Linked DNA regions of Mus musculus: region 1 is linked to region 2. A link is a contact called in public Hi-C data. All regions are on one chromosome and are shown on one strand. Each heading gives the region's core, a stretch centred on a gene start, on an enhancer-like site or on the middle of the called end of the contact. The rest is flanking DNA. Distances are from core to core; before and after follow the strand shown.

What was found. Hi-C and Micro-C count contacts between places; a contact is called where the count stands out from the background.
Region 1: a contact with region 2 is called in a Hi-C map of cerebral cortex, with 2.3 times the contacts expected there. The contact joins two enhancer-like sites. A contact is called at or near these places in 2 of 39 promoter capture datasets (HPC-7-derived erythroid cells and hippocampal neurons), 36 of 484 Hi-C or Micro-C datasets (the AML12 cell line, B cells, the C2C12 cell line and 29 more), 4 of 115 datasets of contacts at active chromatin or transcription factors (the HPC-7 cell line, bone marrow-derived macrophages, embryonic basal ganglia and 1 more) and 1 of 9 other capture datasets (embryonic stem cells).

What each region holds. Positions count from the first base shown.
Region 1 is chr17:47,329,430-47,334,865 of GRCm38.p6, forward strand. All of the region lies in intron 11 of Trerf1 (transcriptional regulating factor 1), which reads left to right. Among named protein-coding and RNA genes, the nearest start is that of Mrps10, 37 kb to the right of the region's middle. Within about 2 kb of position 3,057, at least 49 of the 459 cell types and tissues checked have an H3K27ac peak or open chromatin away from gene starts, as enhancers often do. A contact at or near this core is called in cerebral cortex and granulocyte-monocyte progenitors, where this site is marked.
Region 2 is chr17:47,050,666-47,056,527 of GRCm38.p6, forward strand. No RefSeq gene overlaps it. Among named protein-coding and RNA genes, the nearest start is that of Ubr2, 43 kb to the left of the region's middle. Within about 2 kb of position 4,181, at least 59 of the 459 cell types and tissues checked have an H3K27ac peak or open chromatin away from gene starts, as enhancers often do. A contact at or near this core is called in cerebral cortex and granulocyte-monocyte progenitors, where this site is marked.

The DNA of each region.
Region 1 (5,436 bases), core at 1,807-4,306, 280 kb after region 2:
TAGAAAAAGAAAGAAGAGAGGGAAAAGAAAAGAAAGGAAAGGAAAGGAAAGGAAAGGAAAGGAAAGGAAAGGAAAGGAAAGGAAAGGAAAGGAAAGGAAAGGAAAGGAAAGGAAAGGAAGAAAAGGCTATTTCAATGCCAGGAGAAAGACTTCATGTGTGCGTGTGTTCAGGGTGTGTGTGTGTGTGTGTGTGTGTGTGTGTGTGTGTGTGTGTGTTGTAGTAGTCATAGTAGTAGAAAACAGCTTTAGATTTAAATGGAGTGTGAAGGAAATAGGTTGAGGAGCCTGAGGACAGCAAATGAGGCCATGAATGGAGGTTCCACTAACTGGAAACCCATCCACTCTTTCTCCCCAGTCCTGCCTTGTTTGTCTACTTCAGAATGACTGGGTCTTTCATTGCCCCTTGATTTTTTTTTAAAGACTTATTTATTTATTATATGTGAGTACACTGTAGCTGTCTTCAGACACTCCAGAAGAAGGCATCAGATCTTGTTATGGACGGTTGTGAGCCACCATGTGGTTGCTGGGATCCGAACTCAGGACCTTTGGAAGAGCAGTCAGTGCTCTTAACCACTGAGCTTTCTCTCCAGCCTGATTTTTTTTTTAAGATTTTATTTTTAATTTCGTCTACCTGTCTGTCTGCCTGCCTGCCTGCCTGTGCGTGCTCAAGAGCACATTATTACATTGCCCACAGAAGCCAGAAGAGAGTGCGAGATGCATGAAAGCTGAACTTTGAAGGAAGTTTGGGTCACCTGTGAGGGGTGCTCAAAGCCAGTCTCCTGACCTTTGCAAGCTCAGTATCCACTGTAGACCACTGGGCTGTCTCTCCAGCCACTGCCCCTTGATTTGTATCATTTGAGGGTTTCTTTGGTGCCTTGGGCAGACCTCCCCTTGGTAGATACTGAATGTATGGTCTTGGGGACCCCTTAACACTCCTTCCAGTCCCTCACCAGACAACCAAACGCAGCCCAAATGTGAAGGTTTCTTTTGTCTCTCCCTCCATCCTGTGAGTTGGCTTGCGCCACCTGTTGTCACCAAGTAGAAAACCCTCAAAGTTGTGTATGAGGAATACCCAAGGACACCTACCTGGGGGTCAGTTTCAGCTGACAGCAGTCACATGGAAGAGACAAGCCGGAGATGGACACTTAAGTTAAAGGCATCATGTAACCAGGGCCCAAGGAGCCAACTTCATCATCTCCCCCACTTGTGTGGGTCCAACGATGTGGGAGCTCACCGATCTGACGTGCAAACAGTTTCATTGCTTCTTAATCCCCAGCATCATATGCTGTTAGCATCATATGCTGTTCCATTAAACCCTGGCAGGCCCTCCCAACTTCCTGGATCCTCAGCATCCAGGAGAGATCCCAAACTCCTCTGCATAGTGGGCGGAGCTTCGTGTGGGCTGAAAGAAGCTTCCAGCCACTGGCTTAACCGCAGGTCACACCGCCTCAACAGAACCTCGGGGTTGGTTGTGGCCAGCAGTGAGCCTCTTCATCCAGGACACGATCCTCTCCAGTTGTTCCCAGTGTGGTAAACAAGAACTATGCACTTTTTATGTGCATCATGACACAAAAGACCAGGAAGCCATGGGATAGAGCACCTCCAGCCCCAAGCAAAACAAAACATGAAAATGTTACCAAGAATGTTGAAAGTCTGCTGAGGCCCATTAAGCTTTTCGGATGGAGTATTGCTAGATTATCCATTCCCCCAACTTCTTCCCTCTCAAATACCTTAGGAAAAACTCTTGCTTTCTGAAATCATTTCAGCCCTTGGAGACCCGAAGAGGGGGGTTACCAGTCAGTTGCCTTCTTCTCCAAGTGATTACAAGCCAAGCCTCCAAGAATATTCTAGTGTTGTGAGCAGATGAAGACACTGGTCCCTGAAGTCAGATACAATTCCAGATCTTTGACAGCTGCCTATCAAGACATGGGAAGAGACAGGCGGATTTCTGAGTTCAAGGCCAGCCTGGTCTACAGAGTGAGTTCCAGGATAGCCAGGGCTACACAGAGAAACCCTGTCTCGAAAAACAAAAACAACAACAACAACAAAAAAAGGGAGATAACTGAGTTCGTTACATCTTTTGTCCCAGCCACCATGCCATACTCTGAAACCCCCTGTATATGATTCCTGGGGGGGGTCACTGAATCCTGTCCCATCATAGCCCTGTCCTGCCTCGGCCTTTGTGCCCAGAGCCTTTCTATTACTCCCAGTTGGACGGTCAGCTCAATTTCTCCCTCGTTGGAACACCTACCCTCAAGTTCCCTTTTGGCTTCCAGCCTGAGAACTAGACCCATCTGACTCCTGGAATTTCCCTTTAGGCTCCTAGTCTGGTTTGGTCTTCATTGCTGTGATAAAACACAGACTAAAACCAACCAAGGGAAGGAAAGAGTTTATTTGACTTAGAGCTTATAGTCCACCATTGAGGGAAGCCAAGGTAGGAATCAGGAAACAGAGTCTGAGGCAGCCCATAGAGGACCACAGCTGATTGGCTTGCTTACTGGCTCCTTCAGTCGCCTTCCTTACACAGTCCAGGCTCACCAGCCCAGGAATGGCACCATCCCCAAACGCCCAGGTCTTCCACCGTCAATTAGCAATTAAGAAAATGTCTCACAGACATGGCCACAGGCCAATCTGATGGAGCCAGTTTTTCCGTTGAGCTTCCCTCTTCCACTGGTATGTCAAAATGTGTGCCAAGTTGAGCAAAAACTAACTGTGACACCTAAGGAAGGAAGTCAGATCCGAGCTGTGCTGTTCCCTGGAGGGAAGACAGCTAGACAGAGGTCCTAGGCAGATAGATACAAGCCTGTGGAAACACTCTACTCCCTCGCTCAGGACCAGGAGGAGAGAAATGCCATGAGGCAAAGGACCAGTGAGCAAGGTGGGCGTCTGGCCCAGCCCTCAAGGCAGCCTGCCAAAGTTCAAGAGCCTGTGCAGCATCCTCAGAGGCAGCATCCTCAGAGAACAGCTGTGCAGTGCCTCCCAGTGCTCAGTCTACACGGGGACACACTGTCCCTCGCCAGTGGTTTCGCTTAAGCACTCACATCGGGGGTGGGGTGTACTGTACATGGAGGAGTCGTGGAGCTTGTAGTCAGACAGCTGGAGCTTCGGTGATATCTCCACTGAACAGGTCTTTTATGCAGATGTGCGCAGGGGATTGTGGGTGGTTGAGTTAGATCTAGCTTCTTCGCAAGGTACAGCGAAGAATCCTGTCACGTCCCACCACAACCACAAGTACCCACTGGGGCTTCAAAGTCTGCCTTGACTTTTGAAAGACAAATAAGACCTGCGAGAGACACCCTTTCTTTTTTCTTTTTTTTTTTAATATTTATTTATTATTGTAATTAAGTACACTGTAGCTGTCTTCAGACGTACCAGAAGAGGGCATCAGATCTCATTATGGGTGGTTGTGAGCCACCATGTGATTACTGGTGGTTGTGAGCCACCGTGTGGTTGCTGGGATGTGAACTCAGGACCTTTGGAAGAGCAGTCAGTGCTCTTAACCACTGAGCCATCTCACCAGCCCCGAGACACCCTTTCCAAAGTCTGGGCTCGTCTTGGAAGCTGCCCAAAGTTAATAAGGAGACAGAATTCTGTGTTTGGCTAGAATTACTTTGCAAAGAACACAGCTGTGGAAGCTTTTATTTTGTTTTATTTTTACTACATAGTAGATTTCTACTATACCTAAGTCAGTACATTCTCCTGCCTCGCCTGACATAGCATTTGCAAAATATGTTTGGTGACAAACTCAAAATATGGGCTCAGATTGAAGCCGTCCCTCCTTACTGCACCTAGAAGAAACTTGGGCAGCAGTCTACATTCCAAGAAAAAAAAAAAATCTGACCTTTTCTTGCTATAGATAATTCTGTGTGACATTGAAAATCTGCCATAAAGGCTCCCGTTTTTTTTTACAGCGAGCATGTCTTTCTGTGGTAACCACAATACTGACATCAATAAAAGGTGGTTTGGTTTTTTTTAATCCTGAAAGGAAGCCAGAGAGACCCTCTAAAAAAGATACTGTGTCCAAGTTTTCTCTGCCCCAGGAATGTCTGTTTTTAATTGCCTGGATTTGCTGTAGATTGGCCCCAAATTAGCCACCATCCAGAGGGCCGTTTCCCAGCAACCAAAGCTCCATGCATTTTGCCTCTGGATACTATACTAGTGCCCATTTCATCCAGTTAATTAGGCTCTTTGTCATTAGCCTTAATCGGCTTGTTAGGGCCCCTGCTGATAATAGCCCAATAGCCAGGAATCCCCAGGTGGAACAAGTAAGTCTGGGGGAATGTCAGCCCACTAACCTCATTTGCCAGCCTGGAGGGTGGCAGAGATCTTACAGAGAGAGGCAGAGCTTTGAGAAACCAAGCAAGGAGTTCCAACAGGGCCAGGCAGCCTCATAAGAGGCCACACATCAGAAGAACAATGTGTGTCCCATCGCCTGCGCTGATACAGGATCTGCCTCAAGTGACTTGTAGAGACACAGAGCATCTATTGAGCACCTATTTATGACCAAACAGTGTTGGTCACAGTGAACTGGCCACCTGTGCCCAAGGGTAAGGAAACTAAGAATTGGACTTCCGTGCTGTCCCGGAAGGAAGAACTGTCAGGGCACATGCACAGCAGAAGATCTCCTGGCTAAAATCAACCTTGGTCACAGCCTAGTGAAGCCATCTGGGGAGAGTGCTCAGATGTCATTTATCTATACCAGGAACTCAGTCTAAGACCCAAGGATGGAGCTTCAATCCCAGTGAGCAGTCCCTGGTCTCTGGAGGCCATGTGTTGTGTGCCATGCCCTATTGGATGCATGCACACGTGAGTACAAGCACTATCCTTTTCATACTTACTAGGACTGTACAAGTGCCATCCTCTTTCTGTCACTAGCCTCAAAGTAGGAGTGACACAGAGAAGAAAGGGAGCCACCATCCCACTGTTTTCCTGGACAACTGAAGACCTGAGACAGAAAACCTCATTACAGAGCAACAACCTCAAGGCACACCCCCAAGAGGTCTTTTTTTTCCCCCCTCCTCCTTCAAGTATGGGGACTCCTGCCTAGCAGACGGCCCAGCAAGCCTTGTGGACACTTGAAGTAATGGATGTCTCAAAAGTAAGCAGAGCTGGGAACTCAGCCCTGCTCTTTGCACCAGCACTGATAGTGAGCCCAGTGAGGGGCAGTAGTTAAGTATGGCCTCCATAGAGATGCTGATGGCTTGAGAAGGCTGAGTAACCCTGCCAACGTCTCCAGGCAGAGTGGCAATAACTCTGATAAATGTACAATCTAAAGTCAAAGAGACTGTTCATTGATCGGCTTGGGGGTGAGCATTATCAGCGTCTCCTGATGCTCCATCTGAGGGAATATATTATATCCAAGGGCCACCCATCCTTGAATTGCAGGGGGCAGCACAATGTCCCCCTTCCCATACGAGCTGCTGTGACAGAGCTTCC
Region 2 (5,862 bases), core at 2,931-5,430:
TTTATTTTTCTAGACAAGCTATCTCTGTACAGTCCAGGTGTCCTGGAATTCAGGGATCTACCTTCATGTAGCTGCCATGTTGGCGAGCCTTCATGGCTGTAGCCCCTCTGACATTTCTAGGACACACAATCTCACAGCAAACTTCCTGTTCCTCTAACAACTTTCCTGCTCCTCTTTCACAACAATCCCCAAGCCTTAGGTGTAGGAGCTGTGTTGTAGACAGATCAGTTGGTGCTGGGCACCTCCCTGCGCCCACAAACACTTGTTTTGTGGTTTTCTATAATGGCCTCTGTCTGTTGCACAGAGATGTTTTTAAAAAACCCCTATGACTAGCTTTTTAAAAATGTGGGTTTGAGGGGCTGGACATAGACATTAAGAGCACTTGTTTCTGTTACGGAAGACCTGGGTTTGATGATGTCCAGGGTCCACACGGTGGCTCACAACCATTCATATTTCCAGTTCTGGGAGATCCAATACATTCTTTTGACCTCTGTAGATGACGGGCATGCTCGTGACACACAGACATATCAACAGGCATAATACAGAACAAAACAAAACTAAATCGATCTAGCACCCACCATGGGTTATGGGAAGCAAACTTAGGTCTTCTGAGAGCAGAGGAGAGAATGCTTTTACAGATCTATCCACTGAGGGTTACTCAGGAAGGCACTTAAGATGAGTCGAAGAGCAAGGTGTGGGTGGCTCACACCTTCCATTCCAGCACTAGAAATCCTGAGGGAGGAGGATTGATTTGAGGGTGAGGCTATTCTGAGATAGATGCTAAGTTCCAGGCTGTCCAGGGCTACAGAGCAAGGCCTGAGATATATGCTAATGCAGGGCTACATAGCAAGGCCCTGCCTCAAAACAAAACAAAACAAAACAAAACAAAACATAAAGCTGGGTTTGAGAGTGCCCCTGTCTCCTGTAGCCTACTGGACCTCAAGGCTTCTGCTGACCACCGCAGCCCCCTGAGGACTTTGAAAAATCTCCAGGGTTAGTTGTGCACCTGTGCAGCTCAACCTGGATCTTTCCAGAAGCTCTGATTGAGGTGTACTCTAATGTTCTGTGGTGACTGAGGGCCACTGCTCCAGCCAGATGTGCCATCTTTTTTTCCCTGGGGACAAACTAGTTGTTTGGGAAAGCAAGTTAGGGCCTTTTAGAAAGCAGAGGTCCACTGGGAGGGGGCGGGGCACCTCCTAGCTTCTGTAATCCCAGCACTCAGAAGGCAGAGGTGGCTGAATCTTTGAGTTCAAGGCCAGCCTGTTCTATAGGGTGAGTTCCAGGACACCTAGGGATGTACAGACAAATCTTGTCTTGAAACAATACCACCACCAGAAGGAGGAGGAAGAGGAGGAGGAGGAGGAGGAGGAGGAGGAGGAGAAGGGGAGGAGGACGAGGAGGACTTGAGGGTGGTGCTACTGTTTAAATTATAAATTTTCATTTAAAAAGAGAAGTTGAAAGGATGTGGTGGTGCATGACTGTAATCTCAGAATTTGGGGCGTGTTGGTCAGAGGTTCAAGGTCATCCCTGGTTATATAATCCACTTTGGTTATGAGTCCCTGTCTCAAAAAGCACCAAAAAACCTCTCTCTCTCTCTCTCTCTCTCTCTCTCTCTCTCTCTCTAGCACTCAGTCATGCACACACATGCATTTGAGCACTCACTATCCCTTTAATTAAAGGACAAATTTTGTCAAACTTGCTATCCCAGGTCAATGAGCTCAGTTCTCTCACAGGGTTAAAGGCTGTCAATTTAGTCTCTTGACCACTAGGCAGACAGAACCTGTTTGAGGGAATGATAACCCTTAGTCCCCAGGAGAAATTGCTCATAGTGCAGGCAAATTGGGAAACCCAGCATGCACTACCATTTAAAAACTTTTATGTAAGAGTTAGATAGATCCTATGAGAACACCAGGGGACTTGATTTTTTACCCTCAATGAATCAACATTGGCCGAAGCTTTTTGGAGAAGGCAATATAATTACAGAAGGTATTCTGGGAATGGCCACTCTAACTCAGAAGCTCTGCTAAACCTGTTGGGCACGCAAAAGGGGTCCTTGTGGCAATCTTACCCTGTAGACCTCACTATGGTTCCTATTTTCAGATGAAAATGAACAGCTGGAGAAAGGAAAGAAAAGAGCTGAAAAAGAAAGCATTTGAATCCAGGCAACCAAACTCTAGAACCTGCTGTCTGTCTGTCTATCTATCTATCTATCTATCTATCTATCTATCTATCTATCTATCTATCAATTATCTATCTATCTATCTATCTATCTATCAATTATCTATCTATCTATCTATCTATCTATCTATCTATCTATCTATCTATCTATCTATAAACAGGGTCTCACTATTAGCTCTGGCTATCCTGGAATTCACTATGTAGACCTGACTGCCCTCAAACCTACCAAACCTGTCTCTGCCTCCCCAGTGCTGATATTAAAGATGTGTGCCACCATGCCAGGCTTCAGGATCTGCCTCTTAATCTCTAAATGTGTCAGCTAAAAATAAATTTAGGAGACATGGCTCTTAAGTCAAGGGCACCTCCTGCTCATGCAGGGGACAGCCAGAGTTTGGTTCCCAGCACCCACATGTGGCAACTCACAAAGTGCCTGTAATGCCAGCTCCAGGGGATCTGATGCTCTCCTTTGGTCTCTGGGGGCACCTGCATATACACAGGAACATGCACACTCACATACACATAAATAAAATAATAAATCTTCAAAAGAATAGATGTAGACACTGTCCTTTCAGTTATATTTATTGAAGGGAGGGCTAAGGCAAGTTCATAACTCAGAACCCAGTGAACCCTAGAGGGACTGTTGTACCCTTATTTTGACTGTCAGTTTAAGGAAACAGTATGTATCTTAGCTTCTTTTCCTGTTGCTGTTGTTAAATACTCTAACAAAAGCAACTTAAGGGAGAAAGGTTTACTCAGACTCACAGCTCAAGTTACAGACTGCCATGGAGCAGGAGGAGTGGGGGAAGCCAAGGCACCTGGAGCTCGGAGGAGCTGGCTGCATCCCATGCACAGCGGAGAAGCAGTGTGTGTGTATGCTGGCCACGACTTAGCTCACTGTTCTCCGCTCTGTGTAGTCCAGGATCCGCTGCCTAGGGAACACTCCCACCCATGGTTAGGAAGAGTCTTCTCACATTAACTCAATCAAGCCCGCCCTTGACAGGCATGGCCAGAATTCCATCTCCCAGATAAGACTAGGTTCTGGTGAGCTGGCATCTGATGCTGATATAGATACTATTTATTGAGGCGGAAAAAGTTTTCAGCAAATGTTATGTTAAAACAATATATTAAGGTGGGGTAGGGTGATGCAGGCTTCCAGAACTTGAGAGGTGGAGACAGAAGGATGAGGAGTTCAAGGTTAACTTCAGCTACTGTGCAAGTTTGAGGGCAGGCAGACCTATAGGAGACTGTGTTTCAACTAACTAAATAAGTATGTAACTAACCAACTAACTAACCAACTAACTAACAAACCAACTAACTAACCAACCAACCAACCAACTCAGTTAGAAAAGGCATTTAGCAAGCCAGGCATAATGTCACATGTTTGTAACCCTAGCTTGAGAGACAGACCGGAAGAGAGTTAAGGCCGATTAGTTGCATAGTGAGTTTGAGGCCAGACTGTATCACTTTGAGATCCTGTTTCAAGACAAAATGAAACAATCACACAAACAAACAAACAAACAAACAAGCAATCAAACAAACAAACAACCCCCACCCCACCCCGCCCACCATCCAAAAATGACATTTGGAGTCGAATGTGGTGATGCACGCCAGAATGCCAGCGTTTGGAAGGCTGAGCTGGGACGATCTCAGATGCCATGCCAGTCTGGTTGGCTAGTACTGTGGAACCCTTATACCTCACCCTTCCCAAAAGAAATCACACACAGTTGAACTTCCAGAGACAAAGTCAGTGGCTCCCTATGAGCGGGACAGAACACAGAAACGTCAACAGCCAGTTAAATCGAGAGCAATTGCAGGAACTTTTGCTTTCGTCGTTACATTTTTCTTCATGATCTAATTTTATCCCAATGCATATTGGGGGTAGTATTTTTTTTTAAAGAAATGCAAAGTTAGATATTTCAGGAAACGAAAGAACAATGCGCAGTCTGAACTGGCAGGAACCGGTGGGAGCCGCTTCTCTAGACTGCCCTGACACTAAAATTAGCACTGGCAGGCAGGCAGCTTAAGGAAAGGAGAACCAGGCTGGCTGTGTGTGATTTTTCACATGGTCTCATGAATGCCTTATTTATTTATTATTTATTTATGCGTCCATGAATGTGGCGGTCATAGGACAACTTGAGGGAGCCGGTTCTTTCTTTTCCACTCTGTGGGTCCTCAGAATCGAACTCAGGTTGTCAGGCTTGGTAGCAAGCACCTTTATCCACAGAACCATCTTGGTAGCCCTCTTTGAGGCTTTAGGACAGAGCCTCTTAGTGCATCTCTCCATTCCTAATTGTTCACTCTTGGAAACTCCAGAGCCGAGCGATACCCTGAGCCTTAGTCCCTAAGGAGATTTTCTGCTTGAAACCTGATTCTGGTTCCCAAGCCCGTGGTACCAGGACTCTATCTTGCCAGGCTGGGGGCTGGGTCTCTGCCCTACAGTGCCTCTCTGATTCCTGAAATCTGGAATCCCGGTCCATACCGGTCCTTCCAGTTCTTCAGTCTTGTCAAGTACCTCCACTCCTCTGCTAAAGCAGACTCCTTTCATTTCACATGCACTTGTGTATGTGCGGAGAGACATTCTTGTGCGCACAGAGTGCCCATGTGTAGGCCAGAGGCAGGTGTCAGGTACCCTCTTCAATTGCTTCTCCACCTTAAAAAAAATTTTTTTAAGATTTATTTTTATTATATGTAAGTACACTGTAGCTGTCTTCAGACACACCAGAAGAGGGAGTCAGATCTCATTATGGATGGTTGTGAGCCACCATGTGGTTGCTGGGATTTGAACTTTGGACCTTCAGAAGAGCAGTCGGGGGCTCTTACCCACTGAGCCATCTCACCGGCCCTTAAAAAATTTTAAATGCTTATTTATTCATTTATTTGGGGTGTGTGTGTGTGTGTGTGTGAGAGAGAGAGAGAGACAGAAAGAGAGAGAGAGAGCACAGGTGCAAACATACATACATACATACATACATACATACATACATACATACATACATGTTTGTAGACCTTGCATGCCACAGTGCACTAGGAGGCCAGAAGAGATTCCCCCATTGGGCTTCAGAGATTCAACTCATATTATCCCAGTTGGTGATGAACACCCTTATACACTGACCCATCCCACCAGCCTCTTACCTTATTATTCTTTCAGACAGAATCTTTAAATGAACCTGGGGCTCCCTGGCTAGCCTGGCTGGCCAGGGAGCCCCAGGGATCCTCCTGTCTCTGCCCAATCCCTGAGAGCCTGGAGCTATACCAGAGCCTTGGTTTTTATGTTTGTGACGAGAATCCGAACTCTGGTCCTCATGCCTGCATGGCATACACTTTCCAGAGCGAACCAACTCCCCAGTGCCTAATCCAACTTTTCTTCACGATTCTAGCACACCAGGGTTCCCTAGAGGACAATTCAGCACACACATCCACTCACAAGAGCATCGACTGTGACTCCACACACAGCCCGGCATCCCTGTGTGAACTGCACATGTCTCCCACACAGTCCGAAGAACCTGACAGCCACAGTGACTCCTTGGTCCCGTTTGCTTTGGACATCTCCCAGTTTAGTCTGAAAGTCCCACATCCAGAAAAACGATTTAGTTTTGGCAAGATGTAGGGCAGCTGAACTTGGTGGTATGTTTTTGTCACCCTAGCTGCTTGGGAGACTGAGACAAGATGATCACGTGAGCCTAG